Linked DNA regions of Mus musculus: region 2 is linked to region 1. A link is a contact called in public HiChIP or PLAC-seq data. All regions are on one chromosome and are shown on one strand. The core of a region is the stretch at or near the end of the contact, and the rest is flanking DNA. Distances in the headings are between cores, read along the strand shown. Region 1 holds the start of Igsf21 (immunoglobulin superfamily, member 21). Region 2 has its middle 83 kb from the start of Gm13021.

What was found. HiChIP or PLAC-seq counts read pairs in DNA pulled down with a chosen protein or histone mark.
Region 2: an H3K4me3 HiChIP or PLAC-seq map of embryonic forebrain shows a contact between it and region 1, with 6 times the contacts expected there. The contact joins the enhancer-like site here to the promoter of Igsf21 in region 1. A contact is called at or near these places in 5 of 39 promoter capture datasets (embryonic stem cells, hippocampal neurons and liver), 2 of 15 datasets of contacts at CTCF or cohesin (the NIH/3T3 cell line and hippocampal excitatory neurons), 10 of 484 Hi-C or Micro-C datasets (bone marrow-derived macrophages, brain, cerebellum and 5 more), 20 of 115 datasets of contacts at active chromatin or transcription factors (CD8 T cells, astrocytes, differentiating embryonic stem cells and 11 more) and 1 of 9 other capture datasets (embryonic stem cells).

Annotation. Positions count from the first base shown.
Region 1 is chr4:140,243,879-140,250,746 of GRCm38.p6, reverse strand. It overlaps Igsf21 (immunoglobulin superfamily, member 21), which reads left to right and starts at 3,936. Exons shown (of 10, transcript NM_198610.2): 1 at 3,936-4,445. The coding sequence starts at 4,376.
Region 2 is chr4:140,502,649-140,509,387 of GRCm38.p6, reverse strand. No RefSeq gene overlaps it. Among named protein-coding and RNA genes, the nearest start is that of Gm13021, 83 kb to the right of the region's middle. Within about 2 kb of position 4,622, at least 15 of the 459 cell types and tissues checked have an H3K27ac peak or open chromatin away from gene starts, as enhancers often do. A contact at or near this core is called in cortical neurons and embryonic forebrain, where this site is marked.

The DNA of each region.
Region 1 (6,868 bases), core at 2,687-5,186:
TGTGCTCCTGTGAGCTGAGAGGAAACTACTGGCATTCTCCAAGTAGACTTAGCCATGAAACCCTCTTTTGAGGAATTTTCATTACAAGCTCACAAATGGTCTCTGTGTGAGACCCAGTGTGGGGAACCCTGGCCTCCAACTCCCTCATCTGGGTGAATGATACCTAGCACCCCTGTGCGTGTCCTGTGAGGAGATTACCACCTCAGCCCGTGGCGTCCTTTTCTAGGGGAATATGTGGAATCTTGACAATGTAGGTGGGCCAAGTCTGTTAAGGAGGAGATGTAAGGCTTAATTCCAAGTGGCTGGCTCGCAATCGGTTTGGGTATTGCCATCATTTCTGGTTGTGTTTAATTTAGATAAACGGGTCCTGCGTGGGATGTATGCCGGTGGTGTTGATTGCCAGCATAAAGAGAAGCAAGAGAGAGAGAGAGAGAGAGAGAGAGAGAGAGAGAGAGAGAGAGAGAAGCCTGTACCTGGTCCCTATGCCCGTACCTGGTCCCTATGTTCAGAATCTTCTGCCTTACCCTATCTTCACGATTCACCTGGCATCTCTGCAACTTAGTTTCCTTATCTGTAAGTCATGTGTACACAAAGTTGCCATGGAGGACTTCCGTGATGATTAGATGGGAGCCAATAAATGGACACAATGGACTCATGAAAGTTGTCCATCTGGCATGTGTGTGTACTCACACACGAGCCCCTGTGTATGTATGCATGTGGATCCCTGTGGGGTTATTGCAGGTGGCCAAGGAAAGCATGCAAAAGCTCTAGCCTTGAAGTGGATCCTGCATTCAAACCTGAGTCCATCACTAGCTGTTCCCCTGGAAAAGTTGCTGCTTACCTCTCTGTTTCTCATCCATCTCATCTTTAAAATAGGAGTCATGCCGCACACACTGATCTGCTACTGTTTCACAAGCTGAAGTCTCTGACAGCACCCAGCGCACAGAGGCAGGTCCTCATATTCTCTACTCCACCAAGTAGCTCTCCCCAAACCTACAAAGCCCACCCTCTGGAAACAAGGCTGTGAGAGCCAGTGGTACCCTGTCCCTGGAGAAGAGAACTTAAAACTCCATCGTGACCTCCGGGTGTCCATCCCTGGAGCAAGGCGGAGAAGGTTGCTTTTGTGTTAGCACCCTCTGTCGGGAGAGCCCGTGTCAGCACCAAGGACAGAGGATTAGGACCTGCTCACTCTTGCGGGCGGGCAGGCAGATAGCTGCACCTTGGCTGCCTAGAGGCTCACGGTTCCTACTGGACCTGAGCCCAAGAGAGAGGCGTGGTTCACTGTGACTCGAGAGTCTGAGTGCCAGGAGAGCAAACTGCAAGCACCGCCTCTGGCGGGCAGCAGTAGACATAAACTAAATGAAAAGCTTGTGGCTGCCCTGGGTGACTTCTCCTTTGCCTTAGTTTCCCAGAGCCCCCTGTTAACTGACTGTGCTTCCGAGTCACCTTTCTATGCAGCAGAAGAAAGGACTCCAGTGCTGTGGTTTATGGAGCCGAAGGGGCGGGGCTTTTGGCCGAGCTGGGAGGCGGGCTGTTGCTATTATCATTACCATATGGTAATAGGCGTGCTTTGGCAGCCTGGCCCTTCCAAGGGAAACCAACTCTGCACCAGGGCGGAGTAGCGTCACAATCCTGGATCTCTGAGAAGGTTCGTGGCTACAGCTTGCCTCTGAGCACCCACCGAGTACCAGCTTGAGCTCAGAGCTAAGGAACAAACCAACCAGTTATCCAACCTCATTCAGCCTTACATTCATTTTTCCATCCATCCAATACTCAGTGAAGACCTACTATGTGCCACGGGCCAGGGTGAACAGTACTTTCTCCACAGGGTAATGTTCAAGGACAGGGTGGATAGTGAAGATGATTTGGGAATAAAGGTGGGTCCATTAAGGTATAAAAAACTCCAGGCCCAAGATACTCAGCCGTGAAACCAGACTTCCCTGGTTTCAAACTTCTTTTCTCCTTTCCACCCTCTCCACTGACGCCATTCTTAGAGGACTCCGTGGAGACAATACCTTGGCCCTCTTTCCCAGCTGGTTAAGCTTGGGACTGATGGGTAGTTTCACCAATGACCTGCTCCTTTCAGCTCCTCCCCCAAGGACAGTGGTAGGTGGGTGCGGCCGGGAAGCCACGCCCACTTGGCCTTCTGAAGAACTCTTGCCTGTCCTCCTTCACCTGGCTCCATCCTGTTGCACCTAGACTCCAAGAGCATGGAAGGCCACACAGCAATGCATGCATTTCCTGTAAGCCTAGCCCAGCCCGGGAGGGGGGGCGGGGGGGCATCTGGGCTTGGAGCTCCTCAGCCAGGGAACCTCTCACACCGAGGGCTTAGAATCCTGGATAGCTTTTTCCTAAGCCAGAAGCAGAGAGGTGGGAGGGAGAGACTGGCAGGATCAGACAGGCAAGGGTTGTGCTCTTCCCTTGGCTTGCTTAGCGGGGGGTGGGTGGGGGGGAAGCTTTTTTTGGAGGGGAGGGGAGATGCCCTCAAGCTCACCCCTCAGTAGCTTGGGGAAGATGAGACTTGGAGGCGTAGCAAGGGGGAGTGGAGAACAGCCAGGGAAAGGATAAAGGCCCAAGACTCCAGTGTTCAAGCCAGATCCAGCCCAATCAGTCTAGCAACCAATTAGTCTGATTCAAAAAAAAAATACCCACGGAGGGACAAACTGTAATCAAACACCTATTTATAAGGGTTTATTACGATCATTATTATTATTTTACTAAGAGGATCCTTCTAAAGCCTGTCAGGTGAACGTATTCGCTCAGATCTAAATAAATGCAAATCGCTCCTTCCCTGGAGCAGGGAGGCTGAGCGACCCTGAACTGCAGCTAGCTAGCTAGCTGCCTTGAAAGGCCATGTGCTGACAAGGCTGCAGAGGGTAAGGAGGAGAGTGGGTCACTCCGTGGGGCATCCTGGCACAAGTCTTTCCTAGTAGCACCTGCCAGGCCATTACTCACTGCCCACCCCTCTCCCAAGGCCTGCAGCCAGTGGGGCTGCCAGTGTACCCATTGCCCGGCTAAGTAAACTGAGCAACAAGGATGCAGCAGCTTAGTAAAGATAGGGGAGCTGGGACTTCCCTGGAGAATGCAGCATAAGGAGACCTGGGTCCTGGTTTGGGGGCTCAGAGTCACTCTCTGGTTCTGCTGTTCATTCTGGAACTTGACGATCTAACTCCTGGTTCCACCACCCCCACCACCACCCTAAGAGCTAGGAGCACCTGCCTCTTCCTCACGTGGGAGACCCCACAGCCCAGGCTCAATAGTGCGTGAGCGATCAAAGCGACGATCTGACACAAGTTTCAACCCCACCCCGGTTCTCAGGTGGAGGAGCTGGGGTGTCAGCCCTGATTTTTTTTTTAAGGTGACATCTTGGTCTCAGAAGAAAAAGTCGATGCCTCCCTTGCCCGGTCCAGCCTGCACATACAATGCAGCTGTTCTGCGCGGGGCGCGGGCTGGAGGGTAGCCCTTATTTGTGGAACACTGAAGCTCTGAAGCCCCTAAGGACGACGTTCATAGGTGTCAAAGCAAGCCCTGAGGACCTACATCCCTCCGGGGAAAGCATCTCTCTCTCCTGGAAGGAGGAAGGGTGCTTGCATCCACCAAGCGGAGGAAAGGGGCGTCCAGGGACACGTCCAGGTGGAGGGGTGGGGAGGGCGATTCGGGTGGAGCGAAGCTTGGTGTGTGTGTATGGGAGGATGCAGCTCACAAGCAAGCAGTTGTGATGAGATGGGGGTGGGGGGAGCAGAGGGTAGAAGCCGAGAGGGAGGGGGGCGAGTTCTCCTCTCTGCAATAAATCGGCTTAGCGGACGAGAGCCGAACAGCCCAGAACGGATTAAAGAAAAGTCTGTAGAATACGGCAGCGAGCGCAGCGCGGGGGGTGGGGGGGGGCGGGGGCGGGGCGGCAGGAAAGGAGGGAGAGGAGGGGGCGCGAGAAGAGCGAGCGCGGGGCAGAGCGCGGCGGCGCGGGCAGAGCTTCGGCTCCAAACTCCGCCACTGCCGCCACGGATCCGACTCCGGCCGCCGTGGCCGCCTATCGCAGCCAACCAGCCGGGAGCAGCTGCGCGCCCCAGCCAGGTCCGGTGCAGCCCGGAGCAGCCAGTGCGTCTGGTGCAGCCCGGAGCATCCTATTACAGCCCAGAGTAGCCTGGTGGTGCAGCCCGGAGCATCCCGGTACAGCCCAGAGCAGCCCCGGGTAGCCTGGCGGCCGGGCTACAGTAGCATGGGGACCTCCCCTCGGCTCTCCTCGCCTCTCGTCACCGCCACGGCCGGCGGCCCGGGTCACAAGCGCTTCTGAGCCCATGGCGAGGGGACCCACCGCCGCCACTGCGATCGCTGCCGCCGCCGCCGCCTCGGCCAGCGCCGCCAGCTTCTGGACACCATGCAAGCTGCTCCAAGCCTCCGCCGCGCTTCCTGCCTGCTGCTCGCCGCGATTCTGGACCTGGCACGCGGTGAGTGTGCGGGCGCCCGCGGAAGCCCGGGGCCGGGGGATGCGCGCAAAGACCGAGAAGGGCGCGGGCCCGGATGGCTCTGGGAGTCTCGGGCTGTAGGCACAGTCCAGGAGGGCTTCCGTGCAGCGAAGAGAGGATAGATCTTTTGGAGAAAGCTCTCGTGGGTCTGTGCCAGTGGTGTGTGTGTGTGTGTGTGTGTGTGTGTGTGTGTGTGTGTGTGTGTGTGTGTGTGTGTCTTTGTTGGGTCTGTGAGTGTCCGAGAATCAGCTATGTTTGGAGAGGGCACGGGAGTACATTTAGATGTGGCTGTGTGATGGTGTGTGTGTGAGAGAGGTAACAGAGAGTCTAGATCAGTTGCATGGAGAGGTGAGAGAGAAAGTCTGAGTGTTTGGGGGTGTGAACTCCTTCAGGAGGGTAAGTGTGTGAGCGTCGCGGCATGTGGGAGCCTGTTAAGGAAAGGGTGTTTGAGGTGTGGCGGTTCACGCCGATCCCCGGTGTGCTGCCTGGTCTCTAGAGGGCTGTGTGACAGCCGGTGACTGTATTTCTGTTAGAGCTGGACAGGAGTGTACCCAGCTACACGTGGAAGTACAGGACTTGAGGTCCTAGAAGCTCTGGGTTTGGGAGCAGGTGCAGATCGAGGGAACTTGGGCAGGGAACTGTGAGCACATCTGGGGCTGGAGGAGTTTCAACAGTATGGCTCGCATCTGTGTGTGAGTGTGTGTGTGTGTCCCGCATGGGCTTGGTCATGGCCTAGGCTGAACCAGATGGAAGGAAACTGGAGCTCAAAGGCTTGCCCAGAGCCAGCAGTGCGGAGCAGTTCTAGAGTGTATGGTTAGGGCTACCTGGGAGGAGGGGCACCCTGCCCAGCGCCGCCCTCTGGTGGGTCTTAAATGATATGGAAGTCGAACTTGACGCCCCAGTGCCTTCCGGGCAGGGAACAGGGAGCAGATGCCAGCCCAGCAGGGCGGAGGCAGGGCCAACAGAGTCATAGGTGGGGGATTCCAGAGGGTGGGGGCGGGGGTGGGGGTAGGGGGTGGGGGAAGCTCCTTCTCCAGGTCAAGTCACAACCAACCACCGGTGTTGAAATCAGAGCGTGGCCACCCTGGGAGGTGGGAGAGTGGAAAAAGTAGGCATTGTCTCGGATGGAGCCTTGGCCTCTGTCCCATTTAGGCCGCGGTGGAGGGTCAATTCTTGTCCCGCAAACTGAGAAAAACCTATATGAGCTCTGAAATTGTCCTCCAAGGGGCGTGCCTCTAAAATAACCTACACCCTCCGACCGCCTGAGTCTTTGAAGAGAGAGCTTGGTCCGCTGATGGGAGAATTTGAGCCTTGGGAGGTGGTCCTGTAGGCAGTGGGGGAGGAGCTGGTGGAGACCCAAAGGAATGTCAGGCAGGTACTTTGTCCCTCCTACCCTCTCTGGGTGCCAATACTTTCTGAAGTATATTAAATCTCTCTGTAACTTTGGGGACAAGAGCTCCCCCTTTGAGATGGATGTCTCTAGAGGGAAGGATTCCAAGTGGGAGGCTCCGGGTTCCAGCGCCACCGAGAAGACGCTAGACGTTGTAGAAAGGCACGGGAGCCCTCACCTGGACGCTGCAGGGAGCAGGATTGGGGGTTGGGGCCCGAACGGGAAGCTCCCCTTCTTCTCAACCTGGGATGCACACGGTGTAACGAAGAGGGGGAGGGGAGGGGAAGAACCGGGTGGGAAACCCCGACTGCGTCAGGACCCCACCCTGCGAGCTGGCGCCTGAGCGGCTTGGCTGCGGAGAGCTATTCCGGCGCCCTGGAGCTTTGACTCGGCTCGCTAGCTTCTGCAGGCTGCGGGAAGGGCTTGCTCCGGGCGCCAGGGTGAACGCGTGGAACCAGGGCACGTGGGTGGGGGTACACGCCTCCTTTCAGCTCTGCAGGCCCAGATCTCGGACTCGAAACTTGTGCTGGGCTCAGGGACCCCCGAGGCTCCAAGGCTCTTCTTCTCTATAGGGGTGTGAAATCCTCTGGGTGGGATCCAGTTTCCCTTTCCAGGCTAGGTGCCACCTTGCCAGGTGGGAGCAAAGGGAGAGTCCTCGCGAGCGTGAGCGGCGGGCTGGGCCAGAGGAGGGCGCCCTTTTAGCAGGCGGTGGTGATGCCCACGATTTGTGCACCTGGCGTAGCCAGGGGTATGCCCAGGAAGAGATGGTGGATTCAGGCATCGCACCCAGAGACTCACCGGCCTTTCCCGAGAGGGACACAGTCACTGCTGCGGGAGGGGCACGAGGAGTCGAGTGGCAGAGCCAAAGAGCTGTGTACCTTTTGCAACACTCCCATACCCCACTCCCTACCACTAGGCTCTTCAAAGAAGGCCCGTTTCTCTGGTCTCCAACATCGCCTAGGGACTCCCTGAAGCACTCTGAACTGGGCAATGGGAAGCTGCATACTTGAACTTG
Region 2 (6,739 bases), core at 3,373-5,872, 260 kb before region 1:
CTATAGTGGTCCAGATTGTAGGCACACATAGACTGTAGTGGTCCAGGCTATAGGAACACATAGACTGTAGTGGTCCAGGCTGTAGGCACACATAGACTGTAGTGGTCCTGGCTGTAGGCACACATAGACTGTAGTGGTCCAGGCTGTAGGTGTACATAGACTGTAGTGGTCCTGGCTGTAGGCGCACATAGACTGTAGTGGTCCAGGCTGTAGGCGCACATAGACTGTAGTGGTCCAGGCTGTAGGCACACATAGACTGTAGTGGTCCAGGCTGTAGGCACACATAGACTGTAGTGGTCCTGGCTGTAGGCGCACATAGACTGTAGTGGTCCAGGCTGTAGGCACACATAGACTGTAGTGGTCCAGGCTGTAGGTGTACATAGACTGTAGTGGTCCAGGCTGTAGGCACACATAGACTGTAGTGGTCCAGGCTGTAGGCACACATAGACTGTAGTGGTCCAGGCTGTAGGCACACATAGACTGTAGTGGTCCAGGCTGTAGGCACACATAGACTGTAGTGGTCCAGGCTGTAGGCACACATAGACTGTAGTGGTCCAGGCTGTAGGCACACATAGACTGTAGTGGTCCAGGCTGTAGGCACACATAGACTGTAGTGGTCCAGGCTGTAGGCACACATAGACTGTAGTGGTCCAGGCTGTAGGCACACATAGACTGTAGTGGTCCAGGCTGTATGAACACATAGACTGTAGTGGTCCAGGCTGTAGGCACACATAGACTGTAGTGGTCCAGGCTGTAGGCTCACATAGACTGTAGTGGTCCTGGCTGTAGGCACACATAGACTGTAGTGGTCCAGGCTGTAGATGCACATAGACAGTAGTTGTCCACGCTGAGTGGCTCAGAAGCTCTGGTCCTGGCAGGGACTGTACTGAAGCTGTGTCTCCTCTTATACTGGCCTGCTTCCAAACCCTGGGTTCAGGCAGAGGTTAAGTGATCCTCCTGGGGCCCAGTGCCATGTCAAGCTCTCTGGCTGGGGATGGCTCTGCTGCCACCAACACATGGCCTTTGGCCTGTCCCTAGCCTAATATGTGTACCTCCCAGTGAAGGTGTGACTCCTGTGTCCTGTGGAGGATAGCAGAGCCTTCACTGCCTGTCTTCTGTGGCCCCAAGTGGTTTTCTTTTTAAAAATTATTTTTATTACATTTTTACTTATTTTGAGTGCATATGTGTGTATGTGAAATTTGGGGGTGTGGTGTGGGGTAGAGGTCAAGCTAAAATATAGGGTCCGGTCTCTCTGTCCACCATCTGGGGATGGAGCTCAGCTAGTCAGGCTTGGTGGCGCATGCTCTTTCCCCATGGGATCTTTCCCAATGGACAGTTTACATTCTAAAGCAATGGCCTATGTGTCCTGGTGGATGACACAGGCCATGTGAGTGGTTGGTCTGTAAAAAAGTTGAAGTTGATGGACCAGCAGGGACCACAGACCTGGAGGATTCCCAGTTTGCTGGGATTAGAGGAGGGCTCTGTTCTTTGGAGCTCCCAATCTGATGGCAGCCACAGCCCTGTCACTCAGCTCGATGAGGAAGCGCCTAGTCTGACAGCGGAAGGTTTGGGTTCTGCTCAGGAGGAGATGCCAGTCTGACAGAGGAGATGGCCTCTGCGCACATTTAGAGGAGTCTCCAGTCCTAAGCGGGAGACGCCCTGGGCTGAAAACGAGACAAATCCCTAGCCCTTAGTGAGCTCCAGTCTGGGGTAGAGGGGACAAGCCCTTCAGCCGTGGAAGATACAAGATAATAAGACACGCAACAGAAACTTCGCAGCAGCCTGAACCTAATCAGAGGCCTGGCTGCTGGCGTTCCTCATTTACACTTCCCGGGGAAATGGCAAAGTAGCAGGAATGTGCAAATTGAGGAAATTAATATAATTACCCGAGCTAGCTCCTGTCAGCTTACCCCATCAACAGAAGCTCTGGACCTCTCCCAGTGAGTGGCAGGAGCTGGTCCTATGTTCCCAGCCAGCAACAGGGCAGAGGGCGGAGCCCCGCAGAGGGCTAGCCCCTCCCCTGCAGGGGCGGAGTCCCGCAGGGTCCTGTGGGCGTTCCCAAGAGCCCTGTGGGCGTTCCCAAGGATGACCTTGGTGTGGAGTAGGCACTGGGCCTTCCATCTGGAGATCTGGCTTTAGTTTTGGTTCTGTCTCCCTTGGCCGTATGATTTTGTAAGCCTCTGAGGCTGGGTAAATTCGAATCAGTCCAACGTAGGCCCATTCGGTTCACCATTTTTTGTCCCCAGAGAGAGGCACCAACACCACCCTGCTTCATGGAGGAAACCCAGGTCAGAGAGTGACCCTCTTGTCTAGGGTCAGGGCACAGAGGAGGACCCCAGAATTTCAGGTTTGACGCATCTTTCCTCATTACTGATACCTCGACTATTTTTTTTTTTTTTTTGGTCATAAAACAAAGCCCATTTCTCAGCTCCACCGTTTCTGTTTGCTGGGAGAAGATCCCTGTGAGGACACATGCACACAGGAGGCTCAGCACAGCTGTAGAGCCCTAGCTGGGCTCTCTGTTCCATGGGGCTAGTGGCAGTCTTATAATGAATGAACTTAATTTGTGACAAGTAGGAGCCAGGGGTGTATCCATGCTCCTAGATTCTCCTCTTGGTGTAACTTAAAATGGGGATGGGGCAGATAGCTCCCTGGGGAAAGTGCTTGCCTTGCAAGCCGGAGGACCGGAGTTCGAATCCCAGAGCCCATATGGGAAAAGCCGAGTTCAGTGGCATATTCTTACACTTTCAGGGGAAGTAGAGGCAGGCCCTTGCTTTCTGGGAGCTGAGCCTGCTTTCAAGCAGCTTAGAAAGGAGAGGTTTCCAGGAGCCTTGTCCTCGTGGGGTTGCGGCTTCTCTCCTGCTGCGCTGTCCCAACTGGCTTCAGTCTTTCCCTATGTAAAAGCTCTGTGCTCGCTTGGAAGTGCTCAGCTAGGCCTGACGCAAGGCAACACACGGCCTGGGGATCATGGTTGTAAGCCGTGAAGACTGTCAGGGTGGCTCACCTGTGGGTGGGGCCAGAAACATGGACAGAGTCTGGGGCCCAGAAGACTTCTGTTAAACAACTCTGTCTGGGAGGCTGCACAGATGTCTCAGGGGTTAAGAGCACTGGCTGTTATTCCAAAGGACCAGGGTTTGATTCCCAGCACCCAGCACTACTGTCAGTGACTCCAGTTCTCTGTGATCTGACTCCTTCTTCTGGCCTCTGCAGGTACCTGGCATGTACACGATGACATTCATACACATAAAATAAAATGTATACAATTAATTAAAGAGCCCTGTCTGGTGAGAAGGGAGACCCTAAGGTCAGCTGCAAGGGGACCAGGCACCACCATGAAGCAGGTCTTTCTTGACAAGGCTAAGGCTGTGCAGGTTCTAAGTTCAAGTCCACGGGTCCTTCAGCTCCATTCCAGAAGGTGTTATAAGTTTTTCTTGGCCTGAGCCCCACACAGGGATAGACAGTCTTCTACCCCTGTTATTTCTGCTAAATTAGGTGACAAGGCTTTTTTCCTTTGGCAAATTCAGGGACATGCATTTATAGGCTGTTTTGCATAAATCAGGGTCTCATTTGCATCTATTTGCATGTTTCCCTTGTATGTGGTTCAAAAAGGCCCAAACTGAGCCTGTGTAAAATGAAGCGGGTGCGCCCTATCCACCCTTTGAGCTGACCTGTCTCTCTCAGGCTGCAGTACAGGTGCTCAGGGGCTCTGTTCAGCCTGGGGAGAACTCTGGGCCAGTTCTCCCTCTGGCTTTTCCAGTTTCCCTGAGCCAGACATCTTGATGTGTCCTCTGGTTGGTTGGAGTTGGGCTGCTGGGATCGGCTTCCTGCCAGCTCATGTCTAGCCTCCCAGACATCAGACAGACCTGAGATTCTGTCTCTAAGGTGAGGTTCTCAGGGGACAAGGGGAGGAACCTCTCATGTTGGCTTCCAGGGCCCTTGAGCACAGGCTGGAGCAGGCTGGAGCAGATCAGAGGCCAAGGGGAGGGGCCCAGGGCTCAGAAGCCACTGATGTCCTCTCCATGTGGCCAGTCTGTGAGGCACTGGTGGGGCGGGGGGGGGGGAGGAGGAGTAGGGACGGGAATCCCATTAACTTATTGTGTCCTAAATCAATTTAATGGGAGCTTCCGACGACTCCGATTTGATTTTTTCCCTCTCAGTATTACAATTATCAGCGTGATGCGAACGGCAACTCAAGCTTGAAATGGGACACGGTGGCAGGGGCTGTCAGAAAGGGAGCAGGCCCAGATTACACCAATTATCGAATATTTTACTAATTAGACACTCGGTGCCTCTCTCGGGTTTACGGCGTGGGGATGGGGTGTTCAGCCTCACACTGTCATCTACCACATGCTAGTTCTTGTCTAGGGAAGCATGGCCGAGGCTGGGATCCTTCATGGACAGACTGACGGATGGACAGACAGATGGACACACACACACACACACACACACGCGCACACACACACACACACAGAGAGAGAGAGAGAGAGAGAGAGAGAGAGAGAGAGAGAGAGAGAGAGAGAGAGAGAGAGGAAAAAAGAGACAAGAGAGCTGGGATGCAGAGCTTGTGTGAGGATGTCAATCTGATCTGCAGTATCCTCCCCCTCCAAAGCCTGCTGCTTCTTGCTGGGAGGGAAGGGTACCCCACGCTCCGCTCTATGCATTAAACCAGTGCTAGGAAGCAGGGTGTCAGCTGACAACCCGTTTCACAGCTTTTGAAACTGAGGATCTTAGCAGCCTGCTAACCAGACTCCCTTGACACACGGCCAAAGCTTATAAGAGGTCTGTAGGTCCTTCTGCCTCACCAGGAAATGCCGCTAACCGGAGCTTGCTGCACCCGAAGGTACAGCTTGCAATCTCAGTCTCCTCCCGGATCTATCTCCCTGAGCTCCCGTCTCAGGGCAGCTGTTCCTGTACACACAAGCCGCTCTGCTCGCCGAGTTTTGTTATCTTTATCAAATTAGTTTACAGCAGCTACTATGGCCACCTAATTAAGACATTTCCCAGGGCCCTGTGTTGGCTGCTTAATGAGGCAGAGCTGCTGGACTTGGGTTCCCTGTGTCCCGGGGTGAGGAGGGATTACAGGTGTCAGAGTGTGACCGGGGGTAATTGCCTGCACACCCCACACTGAGCCTGAGCCTGCTGCAGACGGCAGGGAAGGGGGTATGGACAATGACGGGCCATGGACCTGTGCCCCAGGCTGTCAGATGGAACCCATGTTCTGGTGTCTGTCCCCTTGTTAATTCTGTAAGCTATGGAGATCTCCATACCTGCAAATGATCCAGCCCTGAGGCAGGATGCTCTCAATTTGGAGGGTGAACTTGGTTTCTGTAAGTTAGATTTGTTGTTGCTGCTGTTGTTGTTGTTGTTGTTGTTTTAGTCAGGGAATTGGGGTTGGAAGTTAGGAGGCCAATTAGGGGCTGGGCAGTTCTGCAAGCCAGTGAAGATGGCCTCCAACAGGGAAGAAGGCGGAGGCTCTCGTTAAGGGAGTGTGTGTCTGGTCAGTGAGGCAGTGTCAGGGATGGCCTCCTTATCTCTGGTTTGTACATGAGACAGAGATAGTTAGCTTTGCCTATCCTTCACCCCTCCACTTCCTAGCCATCCATCTGCAATTCATGCATGCATGCATGCATCCATCCATCTACAATTCCTTCATCCGTCTTTCCACCCATTCATCCACCCATCCATCCATCTGCAATCTCTTCATCCATCCATCCATCCATCCATCCATCTACAATCCCTTCATCCATCCTTTTACCCATCCATCTACAATCCCTTCATCCATCCATTCCCCCATTCGCCCACCCACCTATCTAACCACACATTCATCCATCCATTCACCCACACATGCATACATCCATAAATCCATCAATCAATCCAGCCATCTATTCCTCCATCCACCCACCCACTCATCCATTCATTCCTTATCTACCCAAGGATCCATTGACCAATTCGTAGATTGATCCATTTACCCATCCATCCACTCACCCACCCACATATTCATTGATTGACAAATTGACTGACAGATCAATGTACCCCTCCATCAGCGTATCTATCCATTCTCCCATCTGCGAACTTACCCATCGATCTACCCACTCGTCCATTCACACACTCATGCATCCGTCTATGCATGAACGTATCCGTCTATGTACCCATTGATCCATCTGCCCACCCATCCATCCAACGCATGGTACATACACTTCTGTGCACACACCGCCCTATACAGGGAATAAATGCCTGCACAAGCAGACCTCACCTATGTGCCCACTGAGCAGGCAGTCAGCCTCCTTGGGATTTAGTTCCACGCTTGTTTACATCGAGATCCATCAAACCTTGAGCCAGGCTCGAAAAGTCAGAGGCTCTTTATTCACTTGTGATAATGTGGGTGATGATAACATGGGTGATAATGTGGGTGATAATGTGGATTCGGTGAGAGCTGACTTCACGTCTTAGCCCAGTTGGTTTGGTGGCTTCCTGGTTGTCCCTACTCTGATGCTGTTGGAGCCCTAGGGAACGTGCATGCATGCGTCCCTGGAGTCTCAGCCTGTGTCTCCGCCACTGCTCTAGACACACAGGATCTGCCTCTGTGGATTCGGAACGGTTTCCTTCACCCGTGAAAAGGGAGTAACAATTACAGACACAACAATAACTGTGAGCTCATGGTTGAGGGCTCAGGACGGGGCCACACCCTTCCCAACAACTCTAGCCCAGCAGGCACTGTCCTGTCACTGTGCCTGTTTTA